Linked DNA regions of Mus musculus: all the other regions are linked to region 1. The links are chromatin contacts, called in public promoter capture Hi-C maps. All regions are on one chromosome and are shown on one strand. Each heading gives the region's core, a stretch centred on a gene start, on an enhancer-like site or on the middle of the called end of the contact. The rest is flanking DNA. Distances are from core to core; before and after follow the strand shown.

What was found. Promoter capture Hi-C pulls out the DNA fragments that hold promoters and counts their contacts.
Region 2: a contact with region 1 is called in a promoter capture Hi-C map of pre-B cells, with 2.2 times the contacts expected there. The contact joins the promoter of Slc25a42 here to the promoter of 1700030K09Rik in region 1. A contact is called at or near these places in 2 of 39 promoter capture datasets (the C10 cell line and pre-B cells).
Region 3: a contact with region 1 is called in a promoter capture Hi-C map of cranial neural crest. The contact joins the promoter of Ndufa13 here to the promoter of 1700030K09Rik in region 1. A contact is called at or near these places in 3 of 39 promoter capture datasets (cranial neural crest, hippocampal neurons and liver).

The regions. Positions count from the first base shown.
Region 1 is chr8:72,441,493-72,445,594 of GRCm38.p6, reverse strand. 1700030K09Rik (RIKEN cDNA 1700030K09 gene) reads right to left here and starts at 1,715. Exons shown (of 8, transcript NM_028170.2): 1 at 1,606-1,715; 2 at 125-845. The coding sequence starts at 844. Calr3 (calreticulin 3) reads left to right here and starts at 1,817. Exons shown (of 9, transcript NM_028500.3): 1 at 1,817-2,002; 2 at 2,099-2,200. The coding sequence starts at 1,912.
Region 2 is chr8:70,209,919-70,214,018 of GRCm38.p6, reverse strand. It overlaps Slc25a42 (solute carrier family 25, member 42), which reads left to right and starts at 1,738. Exons shown (of 8, transcript NM_001007570.2): 1 at 1,738-1,791.
Region 3 is chr8:69,900,004-69,904,006 of GRCm38.p6, reverse strand. Ndufa13 (NADH:ubiquinone oxidoreductase subunit A13) reads left to right here and starts at 1,987. Exons shown (of 5, transcript NM_001382215.1): 1 at 1,987-2,070; 2 at 2,275-2,465. The coding sequence starts at 2,372. Tssk6 (testis-specific serine kinase 6) reads right to left here and starts at 1,823. Exons shown (of 1, transcript NM_032004.2): 1 at 489-1,823. The coding sequence starts at 1,699. The coding sequence ends at 878.

The DNA.
Region 1 (4,102 bases), core at 466-2,965:
TGAGGTATAGCTCACTAGCTAAGGAGCTGTTTGGTACAAAGCAAGCCCTAGGCTCTGTTACCAGAACCTGCCCCCCACCCCCCCAAAAAAAGTAAAATTTGAAACCAACAAAAGAATACGTTACCAAGAACACCTTTCCAAGGTTGCTCCTGCTGACACTGGAGCCAGGGAGCTCCTGGTTTCTATTTGCTTCTTTTTCTCTAGAAGATTCCATCAAGCTTCTAAGCAGTAGCATTTCCTCCTCCTCGTCACTGGCAGATTCTTTCTTTGTGGGCAGCAGAGCTTGCTTCCCTGTCCCCACTGCCAGCCCTGGGGACCTCGCTTCAGTGGGCAGCTCCTTCTTCTTCAGAAACCTGCTACCGTTACCACTCGGCCCATCGCTCTTTGACACACATGTTTTGTTCACTTGTTTCTGGAAAGTTCTGTGTGGGTACTGGGAAGAAACAGAAGCTGCACCTGTCCTCTTAGGAAGACTCTGCTCGATGGATGTGGAGTCAGACTCCACATCAGACCAAGCCATGGGCACCTGCTTCCGATTCAGGATCTTGGTTTCAATCTGGGCCAGTTTCCTAAGGGCCTCACTGGCTCTGGTCTTGGAGGAGATGGTGGGAGGCCTCAAGCCCAGACTCACCCCCCTCCCTGCCATGGCCTCCTCTTTGGGCATCAAATATTTCTCGTCCATCGTTTGGTTTCTCTTTAAGATTCTGCTCTGCCCAGGTGTCACTTGGCCAAGACTTCGGGCTTGTAAGTTTCTGATCTCTTCCATCCTCGAGCTATCTAAGAACATATCCCTTAAGTCAAAACCACTACGTGGAGGGCCAAAGGGTCTTCTTGTGGAAGCCATTCTAGGAAAATAAAGATTGTGTTTTCAGCCTTTAAAAGTACTTCACTGTATAAGTATACTTTTTGTTTTGTTTTTATTTTTTTCAAGATAAGGTTTCCCTGTATAGCTCTGGTTTTCCTGGGAGCTCCTTAGATCAGGCCTGCCTCCCAAGTGCTGTGATCAAAGGTGTATGCCACCACCACCCAGATAAAAGTATTTCTTTTAATAAGCTGTAGGGCGTGTGGGACAGGCATAAGAACTGGTAAGGTTGAGTGAGCTCAAAACCAAAGAATCGGGGCTGGTGAGATGGCTCAGTGGTTAAGAGCGCCGACTGCTCTTCTGAAGGTCCCGAGTTCAAATCCCAGCAACCACATGGTGGCTCACAACCATCCATAACGAAATCTGATGCCCTCTTCTGGAGTGTCTGAAAGACAGCTACAGTGTACTTACATATAATAAATAAATAAATCTAAAAAAAAAAAAAAAAAAAAAAAACCAAAGAATCTCAGAGAGATTTGAGGACAGGCGTCCAGATTCGTACCTATATCTGTACCTGCTCTGGAACCTGTAACCAGGATACACAACTGAGAGGACCCATATCACACAGCACCTGGAGTTCTTCTCCATGCTAATAACACTGCCTATACTCAGTTTCCTCGCTATTGTTTGCAAGCCCTAAGGGATCATGCCCCATCGCTCTCCAGATGAGGAACCTCTGGTGTGGGTATGCCGCCCGTTTTCCTGAAGCCCCTTGCCAACCCACTTGATCACTGTGAGGTCACCTGAGTAGCTGCGTTGGCTTCTTCCCGCTAGGCTTCAGCCTCAAAGTATAGGCCCCAGTGTGCGGTTGCCTCAGGAGACAGCGCCAGAGCAACTAGAGACTACATTTCCCGTCGGCCACCGCGCTCCACCCACCAATGAGCAACTCAGGTCACAATCCCGGGCGTCACGGGACCAGTAATTTCAGCGCACCCATTAGCGTCCCCAGGTCATAATCCCAAGGCATGCCGGGAGTTGTAGTTTCTGAGTTGCGCCCGTCAAGCGGTACGGACGCCTGAGAGCAGAGAGTTGAAGTCGCACGTGCAGCTATGGTCTCGGCTCGTGCATTGCTCTGGGCCATCTGTGTGCTGCGCGTGGCACTAGCCACTGTGTACTTCCAGGAGGAGTTTCTAGACGGAGGTGAAGGCGATTGCCGTGGTGGCTGGTGGCCTGTGTCCACCATCTATGATATGGACCCGTGCGCTTTGCACCACTAACCCTCCTGTCTCCCCACAGAGCGCTGGAGGAACCGCTGGGTGCAGTCCACCAATGACTCCCAGTTTGGGCACTTCAGAGTCTCATCGGGGAAGTTCTATGGGCATAAAGAGAAAGACAAAGGTTAGTGTAGAATCGGGAGCAAATAGAGTAGAGTTAGAAACCTCATGGCACCCTGACAACGCACCCACCGTTCAAGCCAGGACACTGAGGCACATGCAGGCTCTGCAATACCCTGTTTGGGTTTACATTCCTTTACGATTGACCAGAGTAGCCGGGCGGTGGTGGCGTACGCCTTTAATCCCAGCACTCAGGAGGCAGAAGCAGGTGGATTTCTGAGTTCGAAGCCAGCCTGGTCTACAGAGTGAGTTACAGGACAGCCAGGGCTACACAGAAACCCTGTCTTGGAAAAAGAAAAAAAAAAAAAAATTGACCGAAGTGTGTTTTGGTTTAGTCTTTGAGCAGTCTCATGTAGCCCTAGATGGCTCTAACTCTCAGCCTCCCAAGTGCTGGTTACTTTTTCCACATCTATGTATGTTGGAGGCAGTATGCACCTTGAGTGTGGATTGGAATGACAGTGGAGGTGCTCAGAAAGTGCTGGAATGACAACTGGAGTCAACAGGAATGACTGTGTTGGCATTTTTCAGTAGTTGCCCAAGATCATCTCACTTCATGAAAATTGGAACCATGCTGTAGCACAACCTAGAATCCTAGCACTCCAGGGTCTTCATGAGGCAGGAAAATCACAAGTTCAAGACCAGCCTAGCTATAGAGTGAGCTCTGGCCCACCCTAAGATACAGCCAGGTCTTGGCACAAAACAAAAAGAGGGGAAATCAAAATGAAAAGTGGGGCCAGCTAGATTGGCCTGTGGCCAAGCTTGGTAACCTGAGTTTGATCCCCAGAACCTACAGGGTGGAAGGAGAGAACCTATGCCCACAAGTTGTTCTCTAACCTTGGCACATGCCCCAACCCCACAAAATGAACGAATAAATAAATAATTAAATTGTATTTTCTTTAGGTTTTTAGTTTTGTTTGTTTTGAGCCAGGGTCTCTATGTATCTCTGAATGTCTAGAAACTCTTAAATCCACCTGCCCCTTCCTCTGCCTCTTGAATGCTGGGATTAAAAGCATACACCAACAAAACTGGCTAATAAATATGTATGTCTAACATCTATGAAGTCCTGAATCCCAGCTCCAGTACAGCCTAAACGGGTTGTAGTGCACACTCGAGAAGTGGCAAGAGAATTTAAAAGGCTGAAGTCATTTTTTACCTATATTGCAAGTTCAAGGTCAATGCAGGATACTTGAGAATTTGTCTGGAAGAAAAAAAAAAAGAGTTCGTTTATCTGAGACGGGTTCTCTTTATGAAGTCCAGGTTGGCCTTGAACTCCAGGTCCTCCTGCCCCAGTCAGCCACATACTTGGTTGGTTCACAGCTGTACTGGCTGGTTTTGTGTGTCAACTTGAAACAAGCTGGAGTTATCACAGAGAAAGGAGCTTCAGGTGAGAAAATGCCTCCATGAAATCCAGCTGTAAGGCATTTTCTCTATTAGTGATCAAGGGTGAAGGGCCCATTGTAGGTGGTGCCATCCCTGGGCTGGTAGTCTTGGTTCTGTAAGAAAACAAGCTGAGCAAGCCAGGGGAAGCAAGCCAGTAACATCCCTCCATGGCCTCTGCATCAGCTCCTGCTTCCTGACCTGCTTGAGTTCCAGTTCTGACATCCTTTAGTGATGAACAGCAGTGTGGAAGTATAAGTTGAATAAATCCTTTCCTTCCCAACTTGCATCTTGGTCATGATGTTTGTGCAGGAATAGAAACCCCAACTAAGACAAACTGATACCACCATTGTGGGTTGTTCCTATGACAACCTGACCATGTTTTGGGGAGGACTGTGGAAGGACTTTGGAACTTTGGGCTAGAAGAGCCATTGGGATGTTAAGAGCTCTTTGGGATGTTCTGTAGGAGCTTGGGAGATAATGTTGAGAACAGTGCAGAAGATGGAGGCCTGGCTTGTGAAATTTCAGA
Region 2 (4,100 bases), core at 489-2,988, 2.2 Mb after region 1:
TCTTAGTTTCAAAGGTTGTTATCCTGTTATGGCCACCTTGCAACAATGTCTCTGTTTCCCGTGGGTGTTATGACCAACTTGTTACCCTATGTTCTGCGTCTGTAACCCTATTTGCCTGCCAGATCCTCATTTGGAAAACCCCTACCCTGAGTTGTAAAGACCTAATCTTCTAACCCAACTAGTGGCATTCTCCTTTGAATCCCTGCAATTGGGAGGCAGAGGCAGTTAGATCACTGTGTTTTTGAGGCACGTCTAGTCTACATAGTGAGTTCCAGGACAACCCGGGCTCCATAGTGAGACACTGTCTCAAAACAAAAACAAATAAAACAAATGTATTTTCCCCACTTTCAATGTTGATTGATGTCTGGTTTTTAGGAAGAGACATCCCATGTACACAAGCTTGCTTTAATTAATTGCTTGCTTTAATTTTCTTGGCCATGATTTGGGTCGGTGGTCTTTCTCCTTGAATCTGTAGGATTAACATTTACCCATTGAGCCATCTTGCTGGCTCCTTCTGTTTCCACAAAGGGGTCAGGGAGGCAAGATTGAACCTAAGGATTGCTCTGTCCAAGGCTTGAGCAGACTGAGTAACTCAGGTCACTCCGTTCCCCACTGTCTTACTACCCTTTCTGAGGGGGTTCAGAGCTTCAATATACAAATTGAACAGCTAAAGTGCTCTGTAACCTTGGTCAAAGAGCTTGACCTCTCTGTGTTCCCTTTGACATGTGGTTGTATTTATTGTTTGGTTAATTCACCAGTTACCACAAACACAGGGATGTCATAAGATCTCGTAAAGGATAAAGCTTGGACCCAGAGACGTCACTTTCTGAAAGTCAGATCACGTCAGCAGGATTGCACTTTTGCTTCCCATGTTTTGCACATGAACTCAAGTAGCAGAGGAAGGCTGAGTGATCTGAGTTTCTGCCCTTTGTATCATCGGCAGGGGAACAGTAAAGGAGGGACGGGCTGAGAATTAACCAAGAGTGTTTCAACTGTCAAAGTCTAAATTCAGGAAAGAGTAAAGCTTCTGAGCGCCATGGGAACCTGAGGAGTCTGCGCGGAACATACTAGATCATCCAGGGCAGACAAGATAGTTATGGTCTGTACCTAGCGCGCCCACCCCTGGAAGATGCACCGCCTACAGCTTCTGCGATTGGTCCCAGGACCTGTACATCTTTAGTGTCGCAGTCAATCATCGTTGCCCTCCGGGCTACACCCTCCGATCCTCGAGCTTCGCCCTTGCCCAGCGCGCCAGCTTACTCAGAGCGCTGACCTTGCTCTTCAGCGATTGGCTAAGAGGGCTGTTTCCAGGCCCCGCCCCCTCCCTTCAGTTATTGGCCCAAAGCGTTGCTTGTTTTCTGCAGAATCCAATCCTCGCTTCTGTCTCCTTGTGCCCCGAATTCTCAGAAACCAAGAGCCGCCTTTCCTCTTAGCTCCGCCTATACCCCTTGGCAATTGGCCGGAAGCTCTGCCCATTTTCTGCGGGTTCCAATTCTTGAACGCCCCCCACCAGGCCTCTCCGCCTTGTACCCGGTGTAGAACGCTCAGAAGAACCAGGGCCGCCCCTCCATGTAGCCTCGCCCCTTCCTTTAGCGATTGGTTAAAAAGGATGCCCGTCTGTGCCATGCTTACCAATTCTTGCCGTCTCCAGCGCTGATTGGACAGGGCGTGACCAATGGCGGCAGGGCCTGGGCCCCTCCCGGCCTCGAGCTTAGGGCCCGCGCGAGGCGGGGCTGCAGCGGCTGAGGCGGCTGAGGCAGTAGCGGCAGCAGCGGCGACGCGTCCGGGCAGGTGAGCGCGACCCAAGGAGTGCAGGCGCCAAGGGGCGACGCGGGGTGGCGGGGTTCTCGCGGCCCGGGCTGGGAGGAAGCGCGGCATGGGGCCGTTTCGTTGTGACAGCAGTGTCGCGAGCGTGGAGAGGTGACAGATCCCCTCACACACCCTGTGTTTCGCGCGTCCTCGGGGTCCCCACGGCCAGGCCGAACCCTAATTTCACACCGAGCTGCCCTGAGAGTGACAACCCCTGTGAGGCCAAGGTGGCCGCTTACGCACCCAACATGCGTGCCTCGCAGACCTGATCTTCCTCAGCCCGCTGCGTGTCCTTCCTTTGGAACCCGGGTGGACGCTTCGGGTGCAAGCTTCGGGTGCCACCCGGACGCGGCTGCTACACACGTGCACCTGCGTGCCTCTCCCCGTCCCTGTCGCGCAACCATCGCTTCACTCCCAAAGCAAAGTCCACCTAACTTGTGGTTTTAAATTTTTTATTTTCGTCCCCCGTGTAGTGCGAGTGGTGGCTTGGTTTTGGAAACCGTGTTTCACTGTGTAGAGCCAGCTGGTCTGGAACTCACAGAGATCTCCCTGCCCCTGCCTCCCAAGTGCCAGGATTAAAAGTGTGGGGTACCACCTGGTCTGTTATTGCTTTAACAGGGCTTTTAAATTTATTTCTAGCATTTCATTTTATTGTATTTATTTATTGATTAGTTTTGGAGTCAAAGTCTTGCACTGTAACCCAGGTTGTCCTTGAACTTTTATAAAGAGTGCTTGAGGTCAGGTGAGATGGCTCAGCAAACTGAGTTTTTGGGAACTGCCAAAAGTTGTCCTCTGATCTCTACATGGGCTCTGTGGCACACACGTAAATACACACACACACACACACACACACACACACACCACAATATGTATATGTATATGCATATAAAATCACTTCTTGACACAGCATGATGTTATGAGTCATCTGTGCACTGAACAGGTAGAGGTAGGATCAGAAGTTCAAGGTTACCTTGGCTACACACAGTGAATTTGAGTAGCCTGGTCTGTTTAAGACCTTGTTTCACAAAAAGAAAGGAAAGAAAACTAATGAGCAAACAGTGCATAGACGGGAGTGGAGTTGGTAGAGTGCTTGTTTGAAGTTGGGGGTTCCATTCCTAGCACCAGAGAAACCAGGTGTGGGGGTACACACTTATCATCTCAGCAGGGGGATCTGGAGTTCATGTCCAGCCTGGGCTACTCAGAGGCCCTGTCTCAAAGACCAATAACAAACAAAAATCTCAGGGCTGGACAGCTTTTGAGTCATTTCTGGACTTAGAATAATCTCCTCAGCCTGATGCTCAGAGCATCCCAGTTCACCAACCAGAAGTCTGAAGCCCTCAAACGCTGCAGCAGGCTCTGCCTGGCCCCCTTGAGCCTTGTCTGTGAGCCAGCTCCTGTCAAAGGCTGCTTACTGGTGTTTCTGTCTCTTGAGTTAGTGGAGGAAGGGAGCCCCCACCATACTCCACCCCATTCCCAGGCATTTCTCCCAAGTCGTGACTGATGAATCCGGAAATGCTTAGCTGGAAGGGACAGCCCCTAGGTGGCTGCCTGAGCTTGTGTCTCCAGGCTTTGGAGGGTGTGGAGGCAGGCTGGATTGGTGGGCTGCTAAACATCTGGGGCGCTGTTGGTTGCGGTCGGACCAGGCCTTCTCCGTGACCTGCCCGAGTTCCTTGCTGCTGTTCAACAGTAAGGAAATACTTCTCAGAGTTGGGAGAGCTAATGTTTCAACTGCTTAAAGCGTCAGTGCAAAAAGGTGGGGGCCTGAACTGGGGAGGAAGGTTTTTCTGGCAGTTTTTTAGTTCTAAGTCTAATTTCCATGTGTGTAGGAGGACAGTGGCTTTGTTATGAAAAATCAATAAAGGTCTTATTTCCTGTAAGGCTGTCCCAGTGCTGTCACTCTCAGTGGTCTCTCCCTTCACTGAGGATAGTGCCAGAATGTTCCTCCTGCTCATGTCACCTTCAGCTTCTCCTGTGGAAACTGTAGCCTTTGGGACTTTCCATTTGATTTCAAGCAAGGTCATGGGGTACACTCAGTAGTAGAATACTTCCTTAGTATTTTCAAAGCCTTTGGTTTCACCCCAGCCTTGAAAAAGAAAATTATATGTGTATATAATATATGTGTACTTATATATATGGTTATGTGAGCTGTGTGCATGTATGTATGTCTATGAGTTTACTGTATGTGAATAAGGCACACAGACACACAGAGGCCAGGGAAGGATGTCTGGTGTTGCTTCAGCAACCATGCCTGGCTTTTTACGTGGGTGCTGGAGATTTGAACTTGGGTTTTC
Region 3 (4,003 bases), core at 738-3,237, 2.5 Mb after region 1:
GAGAATCCAAGTTACAAGCCAGCCTAGGCTGCATAGTGAGGTATTTGATCTAACTTTGACACACAAAATCACCACCACCACCACCAACAACAAATCAAGAGATCATCAGTAGATGGGTCTGGTTTTTCCCTGTAAACTTTTCCCATAGGGAAAACAACCATCACCAAGGACTCCCGGCTTCCAGAGACCTGAGTACAATCCACACCTGTCTCTGCACAACTGACACCTATGTGGGTGTCACATCTGTAAATGCTGTTCCAGCCAACAGGCAGTCCCGCTGATCCCAATTCAAGTATCATCAGATCCTGGCGGATGACTATAGAACTTTTAGGAATTTATCCAGTTTAGGGACGTGAAGAATCAGGATTTGAATCTCCCTACTCCGGTTTTTAGGTCTAAAGGTAGAATTTCCACATACTCGCCTTTCTCTAAGTTGCCGAAAACTTCCCACCCCCTGCTCAGTGACAAGGTTCCACCGCTAACCCCAGTTGCAAGGAAGAGCGAATTTATTGCAGGTTCCAACCTGGAACTTAGCGTGCACGGCTGGCCCACGGTTTCTCTGTAGCATGGCAACCCACCGTGCAACAGCTCATTCTGCGCAGGCGCAATGCTTCTCTCTCTTCTCTTTGCGCCCCTCCCGGGGCCTTCTCGCCAGAAATCGAGGATGCGCATGCGCTCTCCAGCAATCAGTTTGTGCAGGAGGAATCAGAACCCAACAGCAGGCCTCAGAGGGCCGCCGCCGTGGGGGAAGGGGAAGGGACAGGACGCGTGCGCAGTGGCGCGCGGCGACTTCGCGGGTTTCCCGAAGCTCGCCCTTCGCGCGTGCGCCGCCCTGGCTCTGTGCCTGGTGCGGCGGGAACAGCGAGAACCCCGGCTCCTAGCCGGAGTCCCCGGCCCGCAGCCAGCCATTGCGCGCCACCTGGCCCGCCGAGGGCCGGGCAGACGGGCTGAACTGTAGCAGCTCGGCGATCAAGGATTTGCATCGTTCCGACAGTTCGAGGCCGTCAGGGTAGAGCACGCCGCGCTTCTGGCGCCGGGGTAGGCCAGCAATGTCCGAGTCGTCGAAGGGCATGCACCCGGTGACCATGACGTAGAGCACAACGCCCAGGCTCCACACGTCGTATTTCTTAGGGTCGTAGGGGATGCCCAGGAGCACCTCAGGTGACGCATACGCGGCCGAGCCGCAGTAGGTGGTGCTCAGGTCTGGGTAGCCGTGCGCCTGGCGGCCGAAACCGAAATCCGTGATCTTGACGCGGCGCTCGTCAGGGCTTAGCAGCACGTTTTCGCACTTGAGGTCGCGGTGCACCAGGTGGTGGTCGTGCAGGTAGCGCACGGCGCCCGCGATCTGCGAGAAGAGTTCGCGCGCCTGCGACCCCGGGATGCGCCCGTTGCGCTGCACTGCCTGCAGCAGGTCGGTGGCTGCTGCCTCCATCACGATGTACAGCTTCCCATTGCACACTTCGATGAACTCGAAAACGTGTACGATGTGCGGGTGCCGTACTCCCCGCAGGATGGACAGCTCTCGAGGCAGGAACTTGTTGACGAAGTCCGGAGGCGCTCGCCGGCGGTCCACCACCTTGATGGCCACCGTCCCTTTATACTTCTTGGAGGTGGCCACTTTCACCTTGGAGTAGCTGCCCTCACCTATCGTGCGGCCCAGCTTATAGCCAAGTTCGCTCAGGAGTTTGTCGCCCGACATGGTGGCGCCCGGGGCGCGCGGGGAGCAGGAGGCGGCTGCTGTCGGGGGGCGGCCGGACTCCAATCTCGGGCCTAACCCATGGTGCTTGGCACCTGCACCCCCGTGCCCCCATGTGCCCACTCCCAAGGCCCTACAGCCGCGATGACTTTTATTGCCCGGGTAACAATTTCTGCCTTGTGAAGTGACTGCGGGCGTCACTCGGCCTTGGGGCGGGGACCCTCCCTCCCCCGCCCCGCGGGCTCCCTAAACCCTTCTTAGGCTTTGTGACTCAATCGCCCTTAATGGTCAGTTCCTCGTGAGAAGTCACTGGCGAGGAGACTGCCCACTGATGTGGAACAGGACAAGTCCCTCCCTGAAGTGATGGTGCTCAGGTGGGTGGGAACCAGCCTGTTGCCTCGAGCCTGGCTACCATGGCTCACGAAAGAAAGTAGGTGAACTCCCAAGGTTTTTAGTGCAAGAAACACGCCCGAGAGAGCTCTAGATGCAGACCACAGTTACTCCCTGCCTAGGGCCAGAGGGAGGAGGGACTGACTTCCGGATCGCAGCAAGGCTAGCGTAACGCTTCCAAATTATAGGGAACCTCCTGGGTGACGGAACTTCCGCCACACTCAAAATGGTGGTCGCGCGTTGCCTCACTTCCGCTGGTGGCCGGAAGTTGCGGGTCCTGCAAGTATGGCGGCGTCGAAGGTGAAGCAGGACATGCCCCCGCCAGGGGGCTACGGCCCCATCGACTACAAGCGGAACCTGCCCCGCCGGGGACTGTCGGGTCAGTGTCTCAGTGTCGTCCTGTTCGTCGCAGACCAGGCTTTTGTTATGCGGTTAGACGAGAGAGGGCAGCCTGCGGGCTTCAGAGTGCACAGTGTGAGCGGAGGCTGAGTTGGAATCTTGGTTTTCTAGTGCAGCATCCCGGAAGCCAGAATGTTCATGTCCCCTAGTTTCCAGCTGGCTTCCACGGGCCTGGAAACTAAGCCTGCGAGAAGCACTAACCTGGAGTTTGGAGGCTTTTGTTTTGTTTTAGGCTGGCCTCAAACTCCGTAGCAGAGACTGATCTAGAACTCCTGATCTCTTGCCTTCACTTCCGAAGGCTATGCTCATAGGTATGCACCGTTATACGTATTTTTTTTTTAATGTTTTTAAATTTTTTTTTTTTTTTTTTTTTTTTTTTTTTTTTGCAGATAGGGACTTACTATATAGCCCAGGCTGGCCTCAAACTCGTGGCGACCCTGCCTTTGCCAATGGATTGCTGGGATGACAGACAGGTCCACCCAAGGCAAGATGTGTGTTGATTGTAACATAGCATAGAAGGCTAGTCTTAAACTCTAGCCTCCCTAGTGCTGGTTCCTCTTCTGGCATTCTCTGCCCACCCCCAGCCCCCACCCCCACCGGCTTTCGTGGAGCCCAGGCCAGCCTGAAATTATGAACACCCCAACTCTATGCCTTCATAGTACCAGGATGACAGGCATGTGCCCACCAGGCTGTGTTTTTAAGTTTTTAAAAGTGTTTTAAGTAACATTTAGAATTTTATTATCGATTTCAACAGGAAAAGAATATGAAGAAAGTTAAAGTCCCCACTGTCAGTGCTCAGAGTTACAGAAATACAGTAGTTAGCAACTGGGGCCCAATTGGTAGAGTGCCTGCCTAGCCTTTCAAAGCCCTAGGTCGCACCCCTGGCACTGCATAAACAGGACTTGGTGGTGCACACCCATCATCTCAGCATTTTGGATGCTGAAGCAAAACGGATTGATGGTTAGGGTCATCCTGGGCTACATAGATCAACCTGGACTACATGATCCCATCTCACCCTAGAAGAAGAGAGAGATGGGCTTAGGGACTGTAAGATGGCACAGTGGTTAAGGGCATTGATGCTCTTCCAAAGGACCTGAGTTTGCTAACTCCACCTTCTACAAATTCAGATTTTTAGATTTTAATTCATCAGACTTTAATGTGCATATTATAGAAACTGTGCCTCAACTAAGCAAACAAAATGTTCTGGTCCTGTGTGATGGCTCACCTGTGATTCTAGACATGAGAAGCAAAGATGGGTCACAACAAGTTCAAGGCTAGCCTAGGCTATGTGGAGAGTGTTTGGTTCTGGATTATATAGAGAAGAGCCTCTTGGTGAAGGGCAGCCCAGACCCTGGGCTAGATAGTTGAGAGTTGTGGGCAAGATGTGCCAGGTACAGACTGAGGGATGCTGGGAGAACCTGGAGGCCAGGTCACGCTGCTTTGGTATGTAAAATATGAACCTCTGTCCCTTGTTCCAGGGTCCAAATCCAAATGTCAAGTTCCAGCCAGCCAGGAACA